Regions from separate parts of the Zea mays genome. Here region 1 is linked to region 2. A link is a contact called in public Hi-C data. All regions are on one chromosome and are shown on one strand. The core of a region is the stretch at or near the end of the contact, and the rest is flanking DNA. Distances in the headings are between cores, read along the strand shown.

Evidence for each region. A called contact is a pair of places that touch in the nucleus more often than the background predicts.
Region 1: a contact with region 2 is called in a Hi-C map of bundle sheath, with 4 times the contacts expected there. The contact joins the promoter of LOC100282151 here to the promoter of LOC103635295 in region 2. A contact is called at or near these places in 6 of 25 Hi-C or Micro-C datasets (bundle sheath, ear, leaf and 1 more).

The regions. Positions count from the first base shown.
Region 1 is chr8:66,506,440-66,513,420 of Zm-B73-REFERENCE-NAM-5.0, forward strand. It overlaps LOC100282151 (ribosomal protein S11 containing protein), which reads right to left and starts at 2,417. Exons shown (of 3, transcript NM_001155063.2): 1 at 1,998-2,417; 2 at 523-659; 3 at 1-418. The coding sequence starts at 2,147.
Region 2 is chr8:66,364,431-66,371,429 of Zm-B73-REFERENCE-NAM-5.0, forward strand. LOC103635295 reads right to left here and starts at 5,106. Exons shown (of 5, transcript XM_008657787.4): 1 at 4,343-5,106; 2 at 4,150-4,214; 3 at 2,165-3,910; 4 at 1,967-2,084; 5 at 1,037-1,836. The coding sequence starts at 4,505. The coding sequence ends at 1,190.

The DNA.
Region 1 (6,981 bases), core at 1,167-3,666, 140 kb after region 2:
GTCGTGGATGTACATGATAGGAGATTGGTCCCTCACCCTTTCGCCTCGGAACCCTTCTCTGAAGCTCAGGATCACCTTCTTCTTCTTCTTGAAGAACGAAGCCCCTTTCACCTTCATGACGATGGAGCTCAACCCCATCTTCCTGGCGGACCGTCCGACCTGCTCCGCGACCGCTTCGGAAGCGTATCGGGAGAGACGGGACCGTCCTTTCCTGTCCTCCAAGCAGCCGGCGGAGGCACCCGTCTTTTTGTTCCCGCTGGAGTCTGTCACCGTCACGAAGGTCTTCTTTCTCTTCAGTAGGACGTGGACGAAAGCTCTCTTCTTGGAATACTGTTCGTGGTCCATGGCAAAGGTGCGGAGGTTGACTGTGAAGCCCTCCCTTGAGCTGAAAGGGTTCTGGCCACGGGGTGTCCCAGACCTTTATGTCGAGCCAGAGTGAAGCGAAAATGAGTGATCAGCAAATATGAATGAAATAGACAGATATATGAGTGAGTTGAATTGAAATAAGATTGGCCTACTTACATCGCCGCTCCATTATCTGTGTTGTTGAAGTTGACCTGTGTCTTAGCACGAATATCTTGAGACACAAAACCAGATCTGTTAAAATTCTGACGTGGATCCGTATCTGCAACAACTCCAGACCCAGAAGGTGGGAAACCCTGGATAAACAAAATTGATTCTGTTAAAATTCTGATAAGCAGTGATATTGATGCAATGTGATCTCGGTATTCTATGGTTTACAAGGCATAATATCAATGCTCCGCATGGAGAATGGAAAATGAGGCAAGAGACTGTGCCTAAAACTAGCGACACAAAAAATATACAAACAGTGGAAACGTTGTTCATTCTTTACAGAATGTAACGAAAACAAAAACCTACACTTTTAAAATTAAGGACTCACGTGAAAACATGCTACTCCCTCCGTCCCCCATCTTATGGTCACGAAGGTTTGTCCTAGGTCAATGTTTTAAAACTTTGACCATTAATAACAAAATATTCATAAATATTGACTAAATAAAAATGAAACTATTACATTTATTATCAAAACATCTACCACAATATATAGTTTTTGTAAATTTAAAAATAATTATTTTTATAGATATTGTTGGTCAAAGTTTCAAAATTTTGAATTAGGACAAACCTTCACGATCTTAAGATAGGGAACGGAAGGAGTACATGCTTCCTAATATTATCATCTCAATTTCAAGCTGCAACGCAACAGCTTATAGTTACTTTTCATGTGTATACGACTAGGGTATTCGTGAGCACCTGTGTAGGTTTGGAGGTATGACCGTATGAGAAACCTACAACTATATGAAATATTATGCAAGGGATTGAACATTAATCAATACTATCACCAACAGCCGTAGGCTGTAGCATCAGGGAAATTGGCCACAAGTGGCAGAAAAGTCAATGCTTTTGTGAATAGGATGGAATCAAATTGTATTTCATGAAAAAATACGCCACAGAAAAATCCCTAACCCATAAAAAAGTCCCCAACTCATACAATAATAAATCTTATTTCAATTCAACGTACACTACATACTGCTAGATGGCGAAAAGAGGGCAACTCTATCTTTTATCACAAAATGGGGGGAATTAAATAGGGGTGTTTGGTTCCCATGACTAAAGTTTAGTCTCTCCGGATGTTTGAATACCAGTTACAAATATTAAATATAGTCTACTTACAAAACTAATTACACAGATAAAGACTAAACAACGATACAAATTTATTAAGACTAATTAATCCATATTTAGCAAATGTTTACTTTAGCATCATATAGACGAATCATATACTAATTAGGCTTAATAGATTCGTTTTTCCACTTAGTCCTAATCTATGAATTTAGTTTTGTAATTAGACAATATTTAATCGGATGTTTGACATGGACTAAAATTTAGTCCCTGTTACCTGGGGCTAGATGCATGGTCTCCTTGATTAACCAAATAGATCGAGAACGAAATCAATCAAGAGAGTTGGGTTGATATAGAGATACCCTGTTGTGTCCCGATGCATCTGAGGCAAAGGAACGTGGGAGGAGCTGCCCATGGAGAAACCTTCGCGAAAAGGGATCCTCCGCGGCGCGGCAGAGGCCCGCCCCAAGAGAGGCAGCTCGGCGTAGGGCAAGGCGGGCGGATGAGAACATGGCCGTCTTCCTCGATCTCGTACTTCAGACACAAGAAGAACAAAATTAGAAGTAAGCTAGTAGGCGCTCGGTCTTTTGCATAGCAGCCAGGGAAGAGAAGGGGGTGTGAATACCCGGTCGGCGCTCTTCGCCGGCGAAGGCCTCGGCACCTGGCGTTGGGCGGGGCGGCGGCGGCGGCAGTATCTCAACTAGAGGGAGGGTGGTGGATCAGTGTGGTTGGGCTGAGATGAGATGGGTTATTTTTTATTTTCTAGTTGAAGCCCAACCGGGCTCCACGTTGTGTGCTCGACCTCAACGAAAATAATTAAAGCCCATTAACACAGTCTAGAAACAGACCTATCTTGTTAAGAAACCCTAGTTAGATTATGTGGGAAAATACCACTTATACATTTGAGGAATCTCACGTCTCCATATAAAGGAATATGTACCTCATTATAAGAGAAGAGAAGAGAAAGAGGTCATAGACCCAACCATACATCGTGTCTTCTGTGCGTTTTTACTGTCGTGCTCGTGGAAAGGGAAACATGATCTACACCTTCTCCGCGCCTAATCTACTGACGGAAGGGAAGAGAGTGTATCTGGTGATCCGTGTTAACGTAGTTATTCAACACGTTATCAGCACACTCTACCTCGATGTTACTACGGATCCAATCTGCACTGATTCTTCGTCAAACTGGTAGGTCTCTCGGCCTAGCCGAACTGTCGTACACGACAGACTTTGATTCCTCTACTCAATCGAATGGTATGGTATTTTTCATCGGTAGATTGGTTCTACTCTTAGCGGCAAAAAAAATTCAGGCTTCCTGTAGAAGCCGCAACCTCCCACAAGAACGACGTCATCGTGCCACTAGCCCCGAAGGAGTCACCGATGTAGCGGTCAAATATCCGGGGCGCATCGCCGGTGTTGGGAACAGCGGGTCCAGTGCCCCGCACGCCATAGCCCCTGTTTGTTTGAGCTTTTTCCAGCTTCTGGCCACCAAAAACTGTTGCAGATTGCCAAACGCCTCAGCTTTTCAGCCAGCTTCTATAAGAATCGCTTTGGTAAAAACCGTCCAAAATCAACATGAACACAAAATCGGCCGAATCTTCACGATAGTAGGAATCTGTTGCTTTCTAGATCCTAAACCCTTTGGACCACTTCATCTTTCTCTGCACGTAATCCACACAATACTCAGATTCTTCCCACAGCCAAATTCTCTCCACAGCCAGATTCTCAGAAAAGCTGGTCAGAAAAAAGCTGAACCAAACAGGCATATAGTCTGCAGTATGGCTCGCAGCCTTGTCTCCCGCACCCATCCCGTCGCACGCCGGCACCGTCGATAGGGCCTGCACCCTTGTTGCGCTAGGGCCGCGTCGCGCACCGGAGGAGGGCCCATCCGCGCCTAGCCTAGCCATGTTGGATGGCCCGAGATTTGGGGTACCAGCTCGGGGACTGCTTCTCGCCGTGCAATGGTGTCCACCTGCTCATGCTGCGAGCCACCCGGTGCTCAGAAACCATCAACTAAAAATAATGCATTTAAATTATAGTAGAGAATATAGTAAGGAAATTTTTAAATCAAGTATTTGATTTTATTCATCTTTGGAATGATTTTTGTTTGTTCATAATTGATTGATGCTTGTTTTTGTAAAATTTCTTTTATATAAAAACCCAATTAATTAATATGAGAACTTTGGTAAAAAAATAAATACTTTAATTGTAATATTTTTAGTATAATTATTATGGATTTTTATAAATATTTAAATATATATATATATATATGTATATATATTTATATTTTTGGATACAAGGATAAGAGAAAAAGAGAAAAAGAAAAAAAGAAAAAAAAGAAAACCCTAGCGCCGGTTGGCCAAATCGGTCCAACCAGGCCCATCGGCGTGCGCCCCTCTCCCCTCCTCTCTTCTCTATGGCGCGTGGGCCCGCATGACCCCGCGACCCTTCTTCTTCCCCCCACTCCCTCTCAGCCGCGCGCCCGCGCAGGCGAAACGCTGCACCGCCATCGTGTCCTGGCGTCGGTCCGTCTAGCCGAGCCGCCCACTCCTCTTCTGCGCCAGAAACGACCGTGTCTCTCCCCCACTCCCTCTCCCCTCATAAAGTCGCCGCCATTAATGGCTTTGAAGCCGCCAGCTGCCTCTCCCTCTCCTCGGCGCCCCTTCCTCTCCCCCTCGTCGTCTATAAAAACCGACCGAGCCGGACCTCTCTCCCCTCGCCCAAGCCTCTCCCTCACCTCTCTCTCCCTCGCCCTTGCACACCGACGGAGCCGCCGCCGCCATCCGCGGAGCCGTGCCGGAGCGTCTGTCGTCGCATCGGACTGTCCGCGCCCTCCCCTACCACGCCCCCGTCGAGCCCCTGTTCGGCCGTGCCTCACCGGAACCGCGCCCACACCGTCGTTCCTCGCCGCCGCGCTGTGCCCCCGTGCCAGGCCAACGTCCGTTCGTCACAAGGTTGAAGACAACCCGGAATAATTTTATTAATTTTTGAAATCACGTTTTGAATTAGTTTATGAATTTTGTAATTATTGTGTTGTAATATGGGAGTGTTGTGATTCAGAATTCATGTGTATGTGAATTATTGATTTTTGGGTATATATGCGATAAATTAATGAATTGTTATTAGTCATGTTATTTGTTTATAATGATTTAGAATGTTGGATTAGAAAGAAGTATGACAAAATTTGGTAGACCCGTGTTAGTAGTTAAAACACTAGATAGGTAATTTCATAGTTAATTTGGTTTATGATGAATTTTATAATTTATCTAGAAGTTGATAATCATAGGTTCATTTAGGCTCACTAAATAAACAATGAAAATTTTCTTAACACAGAATTAGTAAGTGATATAGAATTCATAATAATGCAAGTATTATAGTTTAATCAGTGGTTTAATTTATTATTAAATATTTTGAGCTCTGATAATTATAATGACATTTTCTGTTAGAAAGAAAAGATAAAACTAAAAGGAAATCATTATTTATAATACAAACAATTAATTGATAATTAATTTCTGTAGAATTGGTTAAGTCATTACAACTAAGCTATGTTAGGTAAAATACTTTTGTAGTCAAATGTCCATATAGCTTTCACTAGTAACAATCCAAAGTAGAGTTAGAGTGGATTAATAAAATGAATATGAATTAGGTTTTATTCTATGCACTTTTATAAGTATGGTTTGTTTGGCATATGTCTATACATGTAATAGTATATGTTTGTTCATGTAATGGTGAATGTTATTCATGTAATGGTGTATGTCTATTTATTTGGTGAATGTTTTCTTTTGTATATACGATATGTGAACCTGTATTAGAAGTTGACTATGTGGTAGACGAACCAAATACGTTCGAAGACGACGTACACGACACATTTGAGCAAGGCAAGTGGATTCTCCCTCTGCATTTATGTTTGTACCCAAGTAATACATATAATAATGTTTACTTTTCGGATATTTGCATAATTTGATGGGATTTGCCTAAATATGATTTCCTAGAAATACAAACCTTATTCCTTGATTACCCTGGGATAAATACCATGCTTAACAATTTGTTCTACTGCTCAACTTGATAATTATGATGCCACTCTTTAAATGATACTTGTCGGGTACCATAATTAGGGGTAACCTCAACACTCCTAAACTCGGCTGGTAATCACCATAAGCACAAGCTGCAGAGACTGATGGGCGTAATTCAGGTTAAGGCTTCGTCTACTCAAGGGACGCGATCTCGCCTCACCCGAGCCCAGCCTCGGGCGGGAGCAATAATCCCAGATGAATTCTCGCCTCGCCCGAGGGCCTCCTCAAGCAACGGGCGCACCCTCGACTCGCCCGAAGCCCAGCTCGGGCAGGCTTCGTTGTGAAGCAACCTTGGCCAAATCGCCTCACCAACCGACCGTATCGCTGGCACATTCAATGCAAGGATCGCCTGACACCTTATCCTGACACGCGTGCCTCAGTCGGCAAGGTCGAAGTGACCGCCGTCACTTCGCCCTTCCACTGACCGACCTGACAGGAAAACAGCGCCGCTCACCCCTCTCCGACTGTTGTGCCACCCGCCAGGGTGAGGCTGATAGCAGCTAAGTCCAGCCTCAGGCGCAGCAGGAAGCTTCGCCTCGCCCAACCTTGGGCCTCGGCCTCAGGAAGAGGTCTCCGCCTCGCCCGACCCCAGAGCTCGGCCCCCGCCTCGGCCTCGGAAGGTGGTCTCCGCCTCGCCCGACCCCAGGGCTCGGCCTCAACCTCGACCTCGGAAGGTGGTCTTCGCCTTGCCCGACCCCAGGGCTTGGCCTCAACCTCGACCTCGGAAGGTGGTCTCCGCCTCGCCCGACCCCAGGGCTCGGCCTCGGGAGGAATCGCGCCCTCGCCCAACCCCGGCCTCGGCCTCAGGAGGAGTCTCCGCCTCGCCCGACCTCGGGCTCGGACCGACCGCGCCACGGAGGACGCATCATTACCCTACCCCTAGCTAGCTCAGGCTACGGGGGAACAAGACCGGCGTCCCATCCAGGCTCGCCCCGGTAACAAGTGATGATGGCTCCCCGCGTGCGTCCATGACGACGGCGGTTCTCAGCCCCCTACGGAAGCAAGGAGACGTCAGCAAGGTCCTAGCAGCCCCGACAGTTGTGCTTCTACAGGGCTCAAGCGCTCCTCCGACGGCCACGACATCGCTTACACAGGGCTCAGGCACCTCTCTGCCGGACACGTTAGCGCATAGCTACGCCCCCATTATACACCTGGACCCTCTCCTTGCATCTATAAAGGGAAGGTCCAGGGCCCTCATGCGAGAGGGTCGTCGCGCGGGAGGACGAGCTAGCGAACCGGCTCACACTCTCTCTCTCTCCCTCGCGAACGCTTG
Region 2 (6,999 bases), core at 3,856-6,355:
GTGGACAATGGCAGATTTCTGGAAAACCATGCACTCATGCAATAGCTCTATTTTGTCAGCTTAAAAAACTTAACATTGAGAACTTTGTAGATGACTACTATTCTGTAGAGAGGTTCAAATTAACTTACCAGTATACAGCTGCTCCATTGGGTGATAAGACTCATTGGCCAAAATTTGACCCCGGGTTTAAAATGATTCCTCCAAAGCTAGAAAGACCTGCTGGTAGACCAAGAAAGAAGAGAATCAAGGCTAGTGGTGAGGCTGGGAAAAGAGGACCATATCAGTGCAAAAGGTGCTTTCAGTTTGGACACATAGAGAAGGGTTGTGCAGCTACTCAAGCTGAATTAGAACAAGAGCTTCCCCAACCACGTCCAAAAAAATCAAAAAGACAAAGGTAATTAACCTTGCCTCATGCCTCATGTGTAATTTAATGTATTATCCATCTGACCCATGTTGTGCCTCCTAGGAAATATGTATCTGAAGGTGTTGAAGCCTCTGCTATTGATGCTAAGCCATCCCATGCAGATCCAAATCTGACCTCTAGTCCAGGTGTAAAAACAAGAAGCATGTCTTCTCTTTCTCCAACTAGCCCAGGTCCTACAACAAGGAGGATGGCATCAATCTCACCTGGGGGAATTAATCGAAGGCTCATTATTAGCTAGATATGTTACATGTCCTTCTCTATTTTGTGTGAGCATGGCTGTGCAAGAGTGGGCGCTTTTGTGTGTAAATATTTTGCCGCTGTGCAACACTGATAGATTGTGTTTGTGGTACTTCTGTTGTCAAAATTGCAAGAACTGTAAGCTGCAATTTAGGTACTGAAATGACAACAAAGTTCAGTTATATATGTACTGAAATGTTATGTTATATCCTGGGCATATCCTGCTGAAATCATGTCCTCTTTATTTCTGTAATGTTGCTGAAATGAGAGTTGCAACGCATCTATATTACTGCTGGAATGATTATGGATTGTAGCTATATTTACTTTTTCTCACCAAGGAAATGGTCACAGATAACTGAGAGATAACAGAGATGGTAAACAGCTATGAAGTGCTATCTTTTAATGGTATATTTCAATACATCAATCTTTTGATGGTACATAGCTATAGATGGGATCTTTTAATGGTATGGATCCAATTTTACCAGATTTATATGTCTTCATGTTACACTGTTACAGAAATATATTTAGTCACCAACGCCTGAACACATCTGCTCCAATTTCATCTATTAGGTCCTGGACCAGATCCTGCTCAATCTGGGCCCCGATCTGAACCGCTTCGAGCATGGAAGAACCCATGCCGGCCTCCACGGCGCGCTCCACCTCGCCCACGGCCAGCTCGTCTAAGCCCTTCCCAGCCGCGCCACAGCACCTCGCGACCTCCTTCCCGACCCTGTCCGCAAGCCTCTTCTCGGTGCAGACCAGAGCGAGCAGCTCCGAGAACGACCTGTAGCCGGAGTCGCAGAGCCGAGAGCACGTCGAGTCCAGGCAGTCCCAGACGCAGTCGAGCGCGAGGTTCCTCAGCGGGCTCGCTCCCTTGCCCTCGATGGCGGTGCTGCCGAAGCCCTGCTTGGAGCCGGCCGTCAAGGCGGCGAGAGCGCGCTCGGTCGTCCGGAGAAGGAACGCCTTGGGTGATTCCTCTGGTTTACGTGGAGTAGTGGACGCGCGGACGTTTGCTAGCAGCAGTTCGACAGATGTTGTGATCGTAGCCTCCCCAGCGTGGGGTTCAGATGTCTGAAATTGGACGCCATGTTGGCCAGAGTTGTTAGGATCGCCGCCTCTGGGGTTTCTCTCGGCAGCTGTATCTTGCCATGGATGGCTGGTGGTGGAGGTAGCTTCTGCTGGGAAGAGTTGACGACAAGAAACTATCAGAGCACAACTCAAATAGTCATAGCAACATAGCTAGATTATTGTCAGCACACATACACAGGGAAAAAAAAAGAAGCTTCCTGTTTCTTTAGACTTTACCTGCAGTACGGCGTGGAATACCAGGAACGCAGGCATCACCAGCATGTCCAGAGTGAGGAGTAGATGTAGGACTGGATATACATGGAGATGGAGATGGCTTGCTACCTTTTGCACCAGCCTGCAGATGGTAGCGAGCAAGGAAATTTTCTGTCAGACAATAGGTTGTGGTTTTCATCAGAATCACACAAGAGTACTGACCGCATGTTTCTTCTTACGAGTTCCACGCAAGCTAGCCACTTCATAAGGGTCTTTGTTGTCGTAAACCGCACAGTCCAGCGAGTTGCGCTGCCTGAGCAGTCCCTCACTTAAGGATTCCTCTGTAACTTGGCCACCACTCTTCTTCCCAGACAAAGAAGAGGCTGCTGTACCACCAAGAATCACTCTATTCTTCACTTCATCTTGGCTGGAGAACCCGGGTTCAGTGTGCGACGGATTTGATGTGCGCTTCAAATCTTCCCAGAAAACTATCTCTCCTTGAGGACACGTCTTCTGACAGTCTCTACGAGAGCGTCTCTCAGGGCAACTATCAACTTGAACAGCGGTACCAGCTCCAGTTCCACTAGCACTGTCACCACGCGCAGCTTTCACCGGTGAACCGGAAGTGAGAGAGATGGTGCCTGGTTCTTTGTTAGCCCTTGAAACGTTGTGTGGCACTGTCTGTCTCTGTAAACCACTTCTTGCACGGTTTGGACTGGCAGGCTTCGGCTTCTCGCTGATTAACCCTGCTCCTTTTGCAGTTACCATAGCTTTTGGTGTTCCAGTCCTCAGCTCCAGCTTGTTAGAGGTTCCACCATGAAGGCTGCTGGCTCGGCAACCTTTCGTGCTCATCATGTTCCTGTCCTCTGCACTACAACGTGGCTCGCCGAATCTATCAAGCGCCTTTCTTTTCGACCTCAAAGACGCACTGCCATCCATCCTTTTGTTCAGAGAAACGAAGTCCTGGGTTCTGTTTCTCACGTTTCGCTCCCCGCTTCCATGCTTCTTGCTTTGTATCACACACCCTGGATCTGCCGCGGGCAGTGCATTCTGCTTCAGGTTGTTTTGCTTGAGAGGGCCACGAGGAGCACTGTCCCGGGATATGTTGCTCTTCAGCTGTTCTCTCGGTGCGTCTTGGTTTGTATCAGCGAATCCAGCGGCCTTCTCAGTTGAGCCGATGAGCAAGTACTCAGGTTGCAACTGACATGATGTGCTCTGGTCTGACCTCCTACTCGGTGGAATGCTCTTCTTACAAGTATCTTCTTCAGTCCTCCGATTAGAAATAGAGTTGTGCAGAGAGGCAGCTCCTAGATTGTGAGCACCTGATGCCGGTATGTCAGCATCACAAATATTTCTCAAGAACTGATCGGAGACATTATGTCGGACAGCAGCAGCAGCAGCAGAACTGGGCGCACCATCACCGTTGCTGCATGGGTATTCCAGATACGCATGCCTCTTAGAGAGACGGCGGTTCCTGGACTGCAAACCAGGCTCCAGAACCCTGACCGCTGCTTCGATCAGCCGAGCCCTGTTCCTGCTTGACAATGACCTTGGGCTCTTGACAGGCGAGGCTGCTCTGTGTGCATGCCTTCGTGGCCACAATGGCCGTGTATCTGGAGCACTGAACTGACCTGCATTGCCATGGTGCCGATCGTCTACGGGCTGCTGCCTTGTCTTCTGCTGCTGCTGCTGCTGAGGTGATGTGTATATGCCACGAGACGAACCAGACCGATCTTGACGGCCTGAATTCCAGTGGTCACCGGGTTCAGGGGAGTTTGTGGTGGCTCTGGTCTGCCGTTGATGGCTCGCAGCAGCCGGCATCGAGCTCAGACCCATCAGCCGGGCAACCACCCCGGGAGCACGCATTCCATTCTCGCTGCAGTTTCTGTCTTGGCCAGGTTGTGGCTGTGGGTAGTGACTGGTGCCGTTGCATTCAGTTCTGCTTCTTGAGTAATCTGCAGAATCAATCTGAAGGGGAAAAAACATGAAAGAGTTTAGAGCTATTGGGGAACAAAACGAACGGTAAAATGTCTCGGGGGGCAGGAGAATTTGGCACTTCAGCCATAGATTGTTGCAGAAACCAGAGGTCCCAAGATATCATGGCGAGTTCATCACAAATTCAAAAACAGAAATTCGAAGGAAGAGTGCCGTTTCACCACCAAAACATCTAAGACGAAGAAAAATAAAACGGGGTGAGTGTGCCGTACCAGAAGGGGCCTCGTCTTGTCGCCGCCGGCCAGCGGTCTCCCAGGAGAGAACTTGTGCGCGCGCACTGAAACACCGGAGACGAAAGCTTACGAAAAGCGGCGGATTCGCATAGTTGCACGAACCACGAAGGGGGGGAAGGGGATTGTTTGCGCGGAGAAAGGACAACGCAGTACCGTCGCGATCTCAACTCACCTGGGGGCAGCAGCTTGCTCTTCTTGGAGGACGAGGAGAAGAGCTTCCTCTTGGCGAACATCTGGAACAGCGCCGCCACGCGCGACGGCGCCGGCTTCTGCCGCTCGGTGATCGCCAGGCCGCCGCCGCCGCCGCTGGGCGCGGAGGCGGTGCCGCTCTTCATGTCCCCGCGCCACGACCAAAAAGAGAAACTAAAAACTCAATTCTCCCCAAGCCTTGTGCTGCAATGCGTCTCCTCTAGAACCTCGGATGTCTCACTCCCTTACAGACGTCGAAATAATAAATGCAAACAAGCAAAAAAAGATGCTGAACAGACGCTGCAGGTTTCTCTCTCCTCTTGACTTGTTGAGGCATTTATCGCCACCTCCAGTTCTCGACTTGCTGCATGCATCTTGAGAATGAGGGGATCAGTAAATGCCCAAAAGTCCATGCCAGCACCTCCCCACCCCCCATGAACAATCATGGACAGATGCTAGAGAACAAAAGAGAAGCAAAGCCGCTGCTGTGACTCTTGTTCAAGATATGACTACTGGACTGTAACTCCTCTTGAACTCGTCTTATAAACTAAAACTGGGAGGGACTACCAGCAAAAGCAAACGCTCTTTGCAGAGTTGGAGTGATCGAGAGCAAGATAGCAGATTATTTATTTATTCAACTGCTGGAGCCTGGTGAGTGGTGAGTGGAGAACGGAGAGGAGAGGAGGGGGTTGCGAGAAAAGGAAGGGACGACTTGAGGGGGGTCCCGGTGTCTGTTGCAGATATGAAGCGACGTCTCTAAAGGCTATCTCTACTCCCTATAGCAGTAGCAGCTCGACACAGCCAAGACTGTTCTTGTCTGTTTCTTCTCTGCGTGTCACGCGTAGGCTTTACTACCTGAATAGCTCTGTCAGCGGCGACCTTTCTGTGCTGCCGTCTCTCGTTTTCTGCTCCTTTTGCCTGGGCCCCTGGTCTGAACTGTAATACTGATCGAAACATTGTCATATGTAATTCAGATTCAGAGTTTTTTTTTTAAAAAAAGGCAGAGCTTCGCTTAGGTTGAAGTTGAAGCTGAGCGAAAAGTTACACCATCTTTTACCGAAACTTGAGTAGAATCTAAGGGAGAAAGACAAGTAGCTCCGTTCTGCTACCATATATAGTAGTAGTAAACCATACTAGGTGCTCAAGGCACATACGGCGATGGCGCATCTACCTACCTGTGGTTGTTGTTGGATGTCTAGGTAACCGAAGAGTGAGGTCAAAGCAAAGCGAAGGCGGCTGGTTGGTGCTGACGCATACGGAGTGCTATGTTCTTCAGACGGCTACTAGTTTCTTGCGGCGGCAAATTGAAATGGAGTGTACGTCCTTGTTGAGACGGCTAGCCTTGAGTGCTGAACCCACGAAATGGAGTAAGCACGTTCTTGCAGGCGTCCAGACATATATGTTACAGGTCTCCCGGTCAAATGAGGCCTCGTATTATCAGCTTGTTCGCTGCGGCTTGCTGCGGCTGCAATCCGGCTGCGGCTGCGGCTTCTACAGTATTTTTCTCTCTATGGATTGCAGCTGCAGCAATCCAAACAGCTGCAACAGTGTCGGCTTGTAGCCAGCCGAACACGCCCTATATATACAATGTTTGTTTCGTCGGACATTCTTGGACGCAGCGTTGACTAGCAGAAATTTAGAGGCACGGCAACAAGGATTAGCGTTATTGTATATACAAACTGCCGCGCTGTCTCTGTCTGGCACGGCAGCTGCTTTGGGGTGCGTTGATATCATCTTTCAGTCAAGTTCTCAGGACATCTACGCCAGAGGATCGTCTGCAAGAGTCTCGAGTTTAACGTACAAATACAACACCCCCTCCCCCCACCCACCTCCAAAAAACCAGACCGTACAGTCTTGTATTTGTTCAAGGTCAATTATAAGGCCAATTATAAATACTACTTTCTCTATCAAAAAAGACATATTTTTTCGGAAGAGTATTTAAAGTGAAACTTTGACCATTAGTTTTTTTTAAAAATATGATATCAACGAATGCAAATTAAACATCATACTAAAGTATTTTTAAATATAAATTTAAATATATAACATGCCTACTCTAAAAACATATATTTTTTTTTTTGCTAAATTGTTGATCAAAGTTTTAAAACGTTGACTTTTTCTAAAAATATGTGCATCTTATTTTCTAAGATAGAGGGAGTATTATGTTGCATAACTGATCGAACTTAAATATGATCCACATCGACAAGGCAAGTACCAAGAAACAACTAACCGTTCCTTCTTGAACATGACCACTCTCGCGTCTAAAGCCTATCAATCAAGATTATCAAGAGGAATTGAACTGTCAACACAGACTGCAGGGTAACAAGCACAAGCAAATTCCTAAAAACATGCCACCGAGGACGAAATGATTCAGAACCAAGCACAACTAAATCGGTAGGTCCGTTTAGTTCGGCTTTTTTCTGACTATTTTTTTCTGATAATTTTGTTGTGAGAAGAATCTAGCTATGGAGAAAATATAAGTATCGTTGAGATTACATACGGTGGAAGATTAAGGTATCTATAGGGTTCAAGATCTATAAAGTGACAGATTTTTATTGTTACAACGACTAGACTGATTATGTGTTTATGTTAATTTTGGATGGTTTACCAAATCGATTTTTATAAAAAAACATGCTGAAAAAT